Linked DNA regions of Gossypium arboreum: region 2 is linked to region 1. Evidence: chromatin contacts called from public Hi-C data. All regions are on one chromosome and are shown on one strand. The core of a region is the stretch at or near the end of the contact, and the rest is flanking DNA. Distances in the headings are between cores, read along the strand shown.

Region 1 (4,453 bases), core at 981-3,480:
GTTGAAACGACTCCAAAAACATAGAAATCATCAAAAACGGATTAAAAATACATACCTAATTGAAGGAGATAAGATTTTCGTAAGTTAAGCACAAAAATGGCTTTCTTCTTTGTGAAATTCGGTTGAAGAAAAATGATACAAAATGGTGTTTAATGTGGTTTTATTTATTATTAACTTTAATTACCTAATTACTTAATTAACCTTTATTGACTTTTCAAATTACACAAAATGCCAAGCCATTATAATCCACTATCACTATTATGGGTTAATTACCATGTAAGGACCTCCACTTTAAGGCTCTATAGCTATTAGACACATTTAGTTATTAGAACATATCTTTTACATTTTACGCTATTTAATCCTTTTTATCAAATTAAGCACTCAAACGATAAAATTTGTTAACGATATTTTCACACAATCATACTATCATGTTGTAGAGATTAAAATAATAATAAAATAATTATTTTGACATCAGATTTGTGATCTTGAAACCACTGTTCTGATTTGACAAAAAACAGGTTGTTACATATTTATTTTTAGGGTAAATTCTCTAGTTGATCACTCAATTTTTAGGGCACTTTAATTTTGGTCATTTAAAATGAAATCCTTGCAATTTGGTCACCCAACTTTTAGAGCGCTTTCATTTTAGTCACTCAAGCAGTAAACCTCTGATGGTGGTTAATTGTAGACACCACATCATGTTTGCATTTTCATTTTGGTTACTCAACTTTTAAGTTGCTTTCAATTTGGTCACCCAATAAATATCTTTTTTAAATATTGATTCGGGTAAAAAAAAACAAAGGATTAAAGTTTTAAAAAGGTAGAAACTAAAATAATAAACAAAATTTATCAAATTGTACTTGTTTATCTCATTGCGAAAGTTCTAATTTTTTTTGAAATATAAATTTTAAATATTAAGATTCAAAATTATAGTAACAAATCAATTTACATTATTAATAAATAAAGAAATTTCAACAAGTTATTAATTTATTTTGATGTTTTAAAATTATTTTACAAAAGTATCAATGAAACTTATTGTCTTTAATAGTTGTTTACTGAAACCCAAATTTATTTTAACTATATAATCTTGAATTTTCTATGTTAATCTAGAAGTAAAGAAAAATCCTTACAATTAAATAAATAAATTAATTTTATCTACCATGCCAAGCAATAGTCATAATTTTTCATCACTTATTTACCCAAGCATAGAACAAACAATTAATTTAATTAATTTCAAGGATATTTTCTTTACTTTTAGCTTAGCATGGAAGAATCCAAATTATACAATCAAAATAAATTTAAGCTTCATAGACAATTATTATATATAAGTTATTTGTTGATTTTGTTAATTTTAAAATTTAAAAGGAGAATAAATGAATTAATTTTAATATTATAATACAAATCGATTGACATTATCAATGGATAAAATTGTTTCAATAGTTTATTCAATTTATTTTGATGTTTTGAAATTTAAATTTTGATATTAAAAATAGAATTTTCAACAATAGAATAAACAATTACAAATTGACAAATTTTGTGTATTATTTTAGTTTCTACCTCTTTTCACTTTAATCTTTAATTTTTATCCCAATCAATATTTAAAAAGATATCTTTTAGGTGACCAAAATAAAAGTGTAAACATAATGTAATGTGTATAATTAACAGTCATTAGAGATTAAATATTTAGATAATTAAAATGAAAGCATCCTAAAAATTAGGTGATCAAATTGTAAAAATTTTATTTTAAGTGATTAAAATAAAAATACTCTAAAAATTATGTCACCAACTAAGTAGTTTAGCGTTGTTGTTTTACAAATTCTTAAGTTAATATATTGATGTGGTCTGCATTAAGATGCAGTTCCAACTTCATCCAGCCCATTGGAAGCGTTTTAAGCCGTATCCATATTTTAGCATAATTCATTCCATAGATAGGAATTTTTGAATAATAAATATTTTTAAAAAGTTGGTGTATTATATTATAGCAGAGGAAAAGTTAGAGCTTTAAAACTTTTATTTTGGTTGGCTGGCCTGCTGCAACACAAGGAAAGCCGCCAAAAGGAATACAATTTAAAAAAACAAAGGCCAGCTGGAGAGAACTATAAACGACGAAGCCTTTGATAGAGTTTGATTTGATACTCGCGTTGAAAACGTTATCAGTCATGCTCAAAACGGCACCGTTTCGAGCTGGATTAGGTCCCACTTATTACAGGCAAATCTTATCTCCAAAACCGCCCAATTCCATTTTAAATCCTGAATCATTAGTTTTCAAATCCAGATTCCCCAACAAAACCATACTTTTCTTCGCTCAAAAATTCAATAATAAGTCTATCTTAATTAAATAAAATTAAGAAAAACAAAAAACCAACAACCAATTCTATTCTCATTTTTAATTACCATTATACCCTCCTCAACCTTGCGTTAAAAAAAAAAAAACCCTCTAAATCTTCAGGCCTTCAGCGTCCCTCCCGAAAGCGAAGGCAAAAAAAAAAAAAACTGAAAAACGTTCTCTCCCTCGAAACCCACCATTACGGCAAATGGCGACGACGGTCACCGCCAACCTGAGCCGCGATCAGTACGTTTACTTAGCGAAGCTATCCGAGCAAGCTGAGCGCTATGAGGAGATGCTTCAGTTCATGCAAAAGCTGGTCCTGGGCTCAACCCCAGCCGCTGAATTAACCGTCGAGGAAAGGAACCTTCTCTCCGTCGCCTACAAAAACGTCATCGGATCTCTACGTGCCGCGTGGAGAATCGTTTCTTCCATCGAGCAGAAAGAAGAAGGTCGAAAGAACGAGGAACATGTTGTGCTGGTTAAGGAGTACAGATCCAAGATTGAATCCGAGTTGTCGGAAGTTTGCGCTAGTATCTTGACTTTATTGGAGTCGAATCTGATCCTCTCTGCTACTGCTAGTGAGTCCAAGGTTTTCTATTTGAAGATGAAAGGAGATTATCATCGCTATTTAGCGGAGTTTAAGGTTGGTGATGAGAGGAAAGCTGCTGCTGAGGATACTATGTTGTCTTACAAGGCTGCTCAGGTAACATTTTAACTCCAGCTCAAGCTTTGATTGAATAGTTGAATTTTACAGTACAATTTTGGATGTTGACTTGGGGGAATATGACTTTACGGTTGGGGCTTCGATTGTGAAACCTCTTTCATATTTTCTTCTTCCAAAGTTGATTCTTTAGATTTTTGTGTTGAACTGAATGAAGGATATTGCACTGGAGGATCTAGCACCGACGCACCCTATCAGATTGGGGCTTGCGCTGAATTTCTCGGTGTTCTACTATGAGATTCTCAATCAGTCAGACAAGGCATGTAGCATGGCTAAACAGGTGCGTTTTCCTGTTATTTTTGTTACCACTTTATCATGTTTTATGCTATAAATCCACCATTTAGTTTAATCTGGAGCCTATTAGATTAAAGTATGAACCAGCATGAGTTAAATAATTTTTTGTTCAGATAATTGCAAAAAGATAGCTCCATTTGTATTTGTTTGATTCTCATCATTCTATTACTTTAAACTCACTTCTCATTTTGAAAATTTTGAACTTGGGAAGAAACTAGTGTTAAATCAGGGTGTTAGCTATAGTACATAATGTTTTTTGATGCAGATCTGCTAAACCAAATCCTTATGAGCAATTAAGTCATATATATTTGGAGGGTGATATTCCATATCCGTGTCTTAATAAGTCAGATACGGGTGTTTTAAGAAAAATGAAGAGTTGAACAACATAGTAAGATGGTAGGTCAGTGAACAAACTTGAAATACTTAAGAGTTGTAGTTAGATAGGGAACAAATTAGTACAAGATTTCCCAAATTTCAATAGATTTGTGCTGGCCGACGAAGAATTGTTTGTCTTTCTTCTCGCTATTATCTTGCTTATGTTTTTGGGGAGAGAATAAATGGAATGAGGCTAACCTCTGAAATCATTGCAAAATAACTTTCGTAATTTGTTTTAAAACATTCTTTGTGATATTCTTGGGTGTCGATGCATGGTTGCTTGTCATGGTAAGAATAAATCATAAATTAATTTCGGAAATTCATTAAATCTGGCTTGTTTTTCTTTAAAAAAGGCATTTGAGGAAGCCATTGCTGAGCTTGACACACTGGGAGAAGAGTCATACAAGGATAGCACTCTCATTATGCAACTGCTAAGGGATAATCTTACTCTCTGGACTTCGGATGTGCAGGTCATTGCCCTCCCTTCCTCTACCCTTCCCCTTCCCCTCTGAAGCAGGAGCTTGTTTTATCTATCATTTTTATTAATGCTGATTACATTATTATGTTGTTTTTTTGTTGTTCCTTTTATTGTAATTGGCCCAGATGATTAGTTCTTTTTAAGTTTTAAATCTAGGGCAAGGAATAAAGTCTTATTTGCAGGAAAGGCTAGTATAAATAAGTTACTAAGCTTTATGATCAACATTATTCTTATTATATTCTTTGAATGAATAGAA
Region 2 (4,453 bases), core at 627-3,126, 390 kb after region 1:
TTTACAACTCATTTCAATAGCCTTACCTATTCCATTACCAACTTCTCCTTATTAATAAGTTAAGGCAAACACAGCTTTAACTACAAAAGCACTAACTCAAAAACTAGCACTACGGTAACCAAGCAGGAAAAAGAACAAATCAAAGATGATGAAGACCTTATGAAACAAGGGGTCTACAAAACTTTAGCAAATAACTCGAACAGGTCATAAGTCATAACTGCAGATGCTTATTTAAAAGCAAAGGTTTAATCTAACAAAGCATCCGGGATCGGCAACTTTTGGTGGAACCACATAGATGATAGAAATAGAATCATCAAGCATTGAGCCCCCGATATGCTAATTTCAAAACATGTAATCAATAAAGGGAAAAAAATCCATAATTCATGTCCTTTTAGTGATATATGGAACTGCCTGGGAATGTAAAATCTAAAAAAATCAGTCTACACTCAACCCTAACCAATTAGACACAGATGCAATGACTTGACCAACTGAAACGCATAACATAAGCTCTTATACCTTATAGTAGCTCCATTGAGTCTGAGCACCAACTTGGTAAGACAGAGGATTGTCGCTACAAAAAGCAAGCTTTTGACTTGACAAATATAAAACTCCCATAACAGGACCAGCCGAGGTGGACAAGTAACATGCATAAGTCTTCAGAAGCTGTTCCTCAGGAGCAGTCTCAAATGTTGTTCGGAAAATCTTGTCATAACCACCTTCTGCAAGAACTTTGGTACCCTGAGCAATTCTTCCTACAGCAGCATCAGCAAAACTTGGCCCAGTTTTCACTGTTGCAACAACAACAACAACAAAAAAAAAAAACCCCATAAACTTACTAATTATATATACTTCATATAACATAATCCAATCAACTGATATCGTGTATTGAGAATACCCTAATGCTATACATTTGAAATGTATAAACTATTAAATAGATATTCAACAAATCCATAATTTTGAAAACTAATCTGATATTTACATATATTTATTTATCCATGATTTACACTATTTTTGAAATCCAAATTCAAACACTACCTAAAATTCATATTAAAAATTCAAGAGTCACTGAGTCTATCGTGCAGGGGAACCAAGGGTGGTCAATAAAGAGAAATAATTACAATGTTGCCACATGTTCCCAGCTATCTCTTTTGCCTTCTTAGTATCCTCCGCCGCTTTCTTTCCCAATTTCCCTAACACCTCTTTCACTGCTCCCATCTTATCTGCTAAACGAAAGGGCTTAAATATGAATGGTATTCAAATAAAAAGAACAAATTTAGTAGAAGGTGAAGCAAGTGGGTTACTCTTGACGGAAGATGATCGAACCGGAGCAGGAGAAACGTAAGGATTCGACTCAGCCGGCATGGTGGTAGCAGCGCTGCCAGAGAACGTCGCCGGCCCTTGATTAGGCTGCGACTGGGAACCCATGGAAACGTTAGTCCAATTCTCCGGTGGAGGAGCGACGTGCTTGGGGTCTAATTTCGGGTACGGAGCGTAATCGGAACAGAGAGGCGGCACTCGGGTTGAGTCCGAGGATGTTGTGGACTGTTTGGCTTCGGGGATGTTGCTAGGATCGGACTCTGGCTGGCTCATGATTTATATATATGGATGTTGGGATCAGAAGAAACAGAAATGGAAAATATTTTAAGGGGTCAAATCGTGAGGGAATATTGTAGGATTGATTCGTCGTGGGGTTGAATTTGGTTACGTTAAGTTTTGGTTTGAATTTGAAATTGGAAGGAGCAGCCGGCAATTGGCAGATGGCCACACGACAGGACAACGACAACGACATAATAATATCCGGTAACGTCCGACTCGGTAGGCCTTATACGTCCTAGATTTTCGCTTCGCCTTTCAACTTGAGCCCAAACATTGTACTAAGCCCGTTTATAACTAGGATTTTGTGTCTCTTTGGGCTTTGTCGGATTAAGTTGTATGGTAATAAATCTATATTCTTGTCCTCTTTTATTACCTCACATCTATTCTATTATTTAAACCTTACTACGAGTCAATCATGCTTTAATTTAATTATAAAATTTGTGAATATTTTTAATTAAAATAAATTATATTATTTAAAATTTCTTCAATTTTTTTTAAAAATTAAAAATTCACATGTTATGAGATTTAAACTTGCATTACTTATATCAATAAAACATTAAATTCGCCACTAAATTAAATTTTTATTTTATTATGATATTTACATTTTACTATATTATATATAGTTTATATATTAATGATATTGTTGATTAAGTTGGTGTTACAAGTTAACTTGACAACGACTAAAGATTGATGATAACATCATAATAAATGATTGCAATATATTTGGTTTTCTTAATATAGAGTATTTATGTGTTTAAATTTTATTTTACTCACAAATTAATCTTTTTAATTTTAATATCGTCTATATTTCATATATTATTATTAATTAGTTTCAAATCATATATTTTATTATTTATTATATATTATTTTAAAACTAACATTCATATTTTAAATATGTAATTTTCATAAATATACGTGTGTAATAGAATGCCTAATTAATATAAAAAATCAAATAGCACTATGATATCATAAAAATAGGGTTGCATAATTTTTGAATCTATATGCAATTTTCTAAAAAATAAAGAAAGAAATTAGAGTAAGAATTCAACACCCTATAGATTATATAATTATTTACTTAAGTATATTCTCCTAAATAAGAGTTTTGACTAGTAAAGAATTTGATAATTTTAAATAAATTTTTGGATTCAAGCCTTGTAGGTAGAGAAACAGTAATAACAAGGGCGGCGTAAAGTGTTGGCAAAGGTTTTAGTCTCTTAAAATGAAAAATTATATGTTTGACCCTTTAAATTTTATAAAATTATAAATTAAAGCATAGTAAAATTTATATTTTATCTCCTAAAATGATAGAACTTTAATTTAATTATTTAAAAATTATAAAAATATAAAATAATAAAATAATATAATATATTTTAGCTCTTATAAAAATACCTAACTTAATTTTACTGTTAAAAAATTTTTAACTTCACCTCTAAACTAAAAAAAACTTACCACCTATTTAGAAATTTAACCCACCTTAATTTCAGCTCTGGTCAAGATCTAATATGATTACATGATACTAAAAAGGTCTTTAGGGACAATAGCATCTCATATTAACATATGTCTTGAAAATTTTCTCATTTTCAAATAATGCATTCACAGAGACACCTTTAAGGAAAACTTGATCTCCCATAGCAAACCCAATATCTTTTCTCTTAAGATCTTCATAAGACTTCTATCTGTTAGAAGCTGAATTAAGACTTTCCCGAATCAATTTGACCTTATCCTCAGTCTCAGAAACCATATCTGGACCCATAATCCTCCTCTGACCCAACTCAATCCAACATATCGGAGTGTGAAAGTTACGACCATATAAAGCTCATACGGTACTATCTAAATATTGAACTGAAAGCTATTATTATAAGCAAATTCAGCGAGTGGCAGAAACTCCTCCCAACTACTACAGAAGTCGATAACACAACTCCATAGCATATCCTCCAGTATCTGAACCACCCTCTCAGATTGCCTATCAGTCTTTATATGGAACAAAGTACTAAAGTCTAATTAAGTACCCAAAGCCTCATGCAGTTTCTTCTAAAATCGAGACGTAAATTAAGGGTCTTGATCTGAGATAATCGACACTGAAACCCAATGAAGTCTTATAATCTTGGAAATGTACAATTTCACCAACTTTTGTAGAGAATAGTCGGTTTGAACCGGAAGGAAATGAACAGACTTGATCAATCAATCCATGAAAACCCAAACAGAATCCTTCTTAGTGGGTGTCAAGGGCAACCCACTAACGAAGTTCATAGTTACCCATTCTCATTTTCACAACGGAATCTTAACAAATTGAAGCAAACCTGATGGAAGTTTATGCTCAGCCTTAACATGTTGGCACATCAAACAACGAGACACAAAGTCAATTAACTTTCGTTTCAAATCGGGCCACCAATACAACTCTTAGAGATCACGGTACATCTAATTTCCACCGGGATGCATAGCATAAAGGTTACTATGCACTTCCCGTAAGATGGACTACCTCAACTTGGTATCATTTGGCATACAAATTCGACATCTAAAGCAAAACACACCCTCACTATTAAATAAAAAATCAAAAGTTTTACCCTCTTAACCTGCTAAACCCGAAGAACCAGAGATTCATCCAATAACTACTTACCCCAAATCTAGTCAATCCATGTCAGTTTAACTTGCAACTCAGCTAAAAAGCCACCATTCTTAAACAAACTTAGGCGAGCAAACATCTCCCTCAACTCAGACATCGATCTTCGACTAAGAGCATCGACCATCATTTGGCCTTACAAGATGATACTCTATGATGCAGTCGTAGTCCTTAAGCAACTCTATCCATTTACGTTGCCTAATATTCAACTCCTTCTGAGTGAAAAGGTACTTAAGG

Evidence for each region. A called contact is a pair of places that touch in the nucleus more often than the background predicts.
Region 2: a contact with region 1 is called in a Hi-C map of leaf, with 4 times the contacts expected there. The contact joins the promoter of LOC108471189 here to the promoter of LOC108469703 in region 1. A contact is called at or near these places in 2 of 5 Hi-C or Micro-C datasets (both in leaf).

Annotation. Positions count from the first base shown.
Region 1 is chr3:120,669,138-120,673,590 of ASM2569848v2, forward strand. It overlaps LOC108469703 (14-3-3-like protein B), which reads left to right and starts at 2,231. Exons shown (of 4, transcript XM_017770701.2): 1 at 2,231-3,032; 2 at 3,208-3,330; 3 at 4,073-4,189. The coding sequence starts at 2,535.
Region 2 is chr3:121,059,085-121,063,537 of ASM2569848v2, forward strand. LOC108471189 (GEM-like protein 1) reads right to left here and starts at 1,877. Exons shown (of 4, transcript XM_017772797.2): 1 at 1,302-1,877; 2 at 1,119-1,220; 3 at 517-788. The coding sequence starts at 1,590.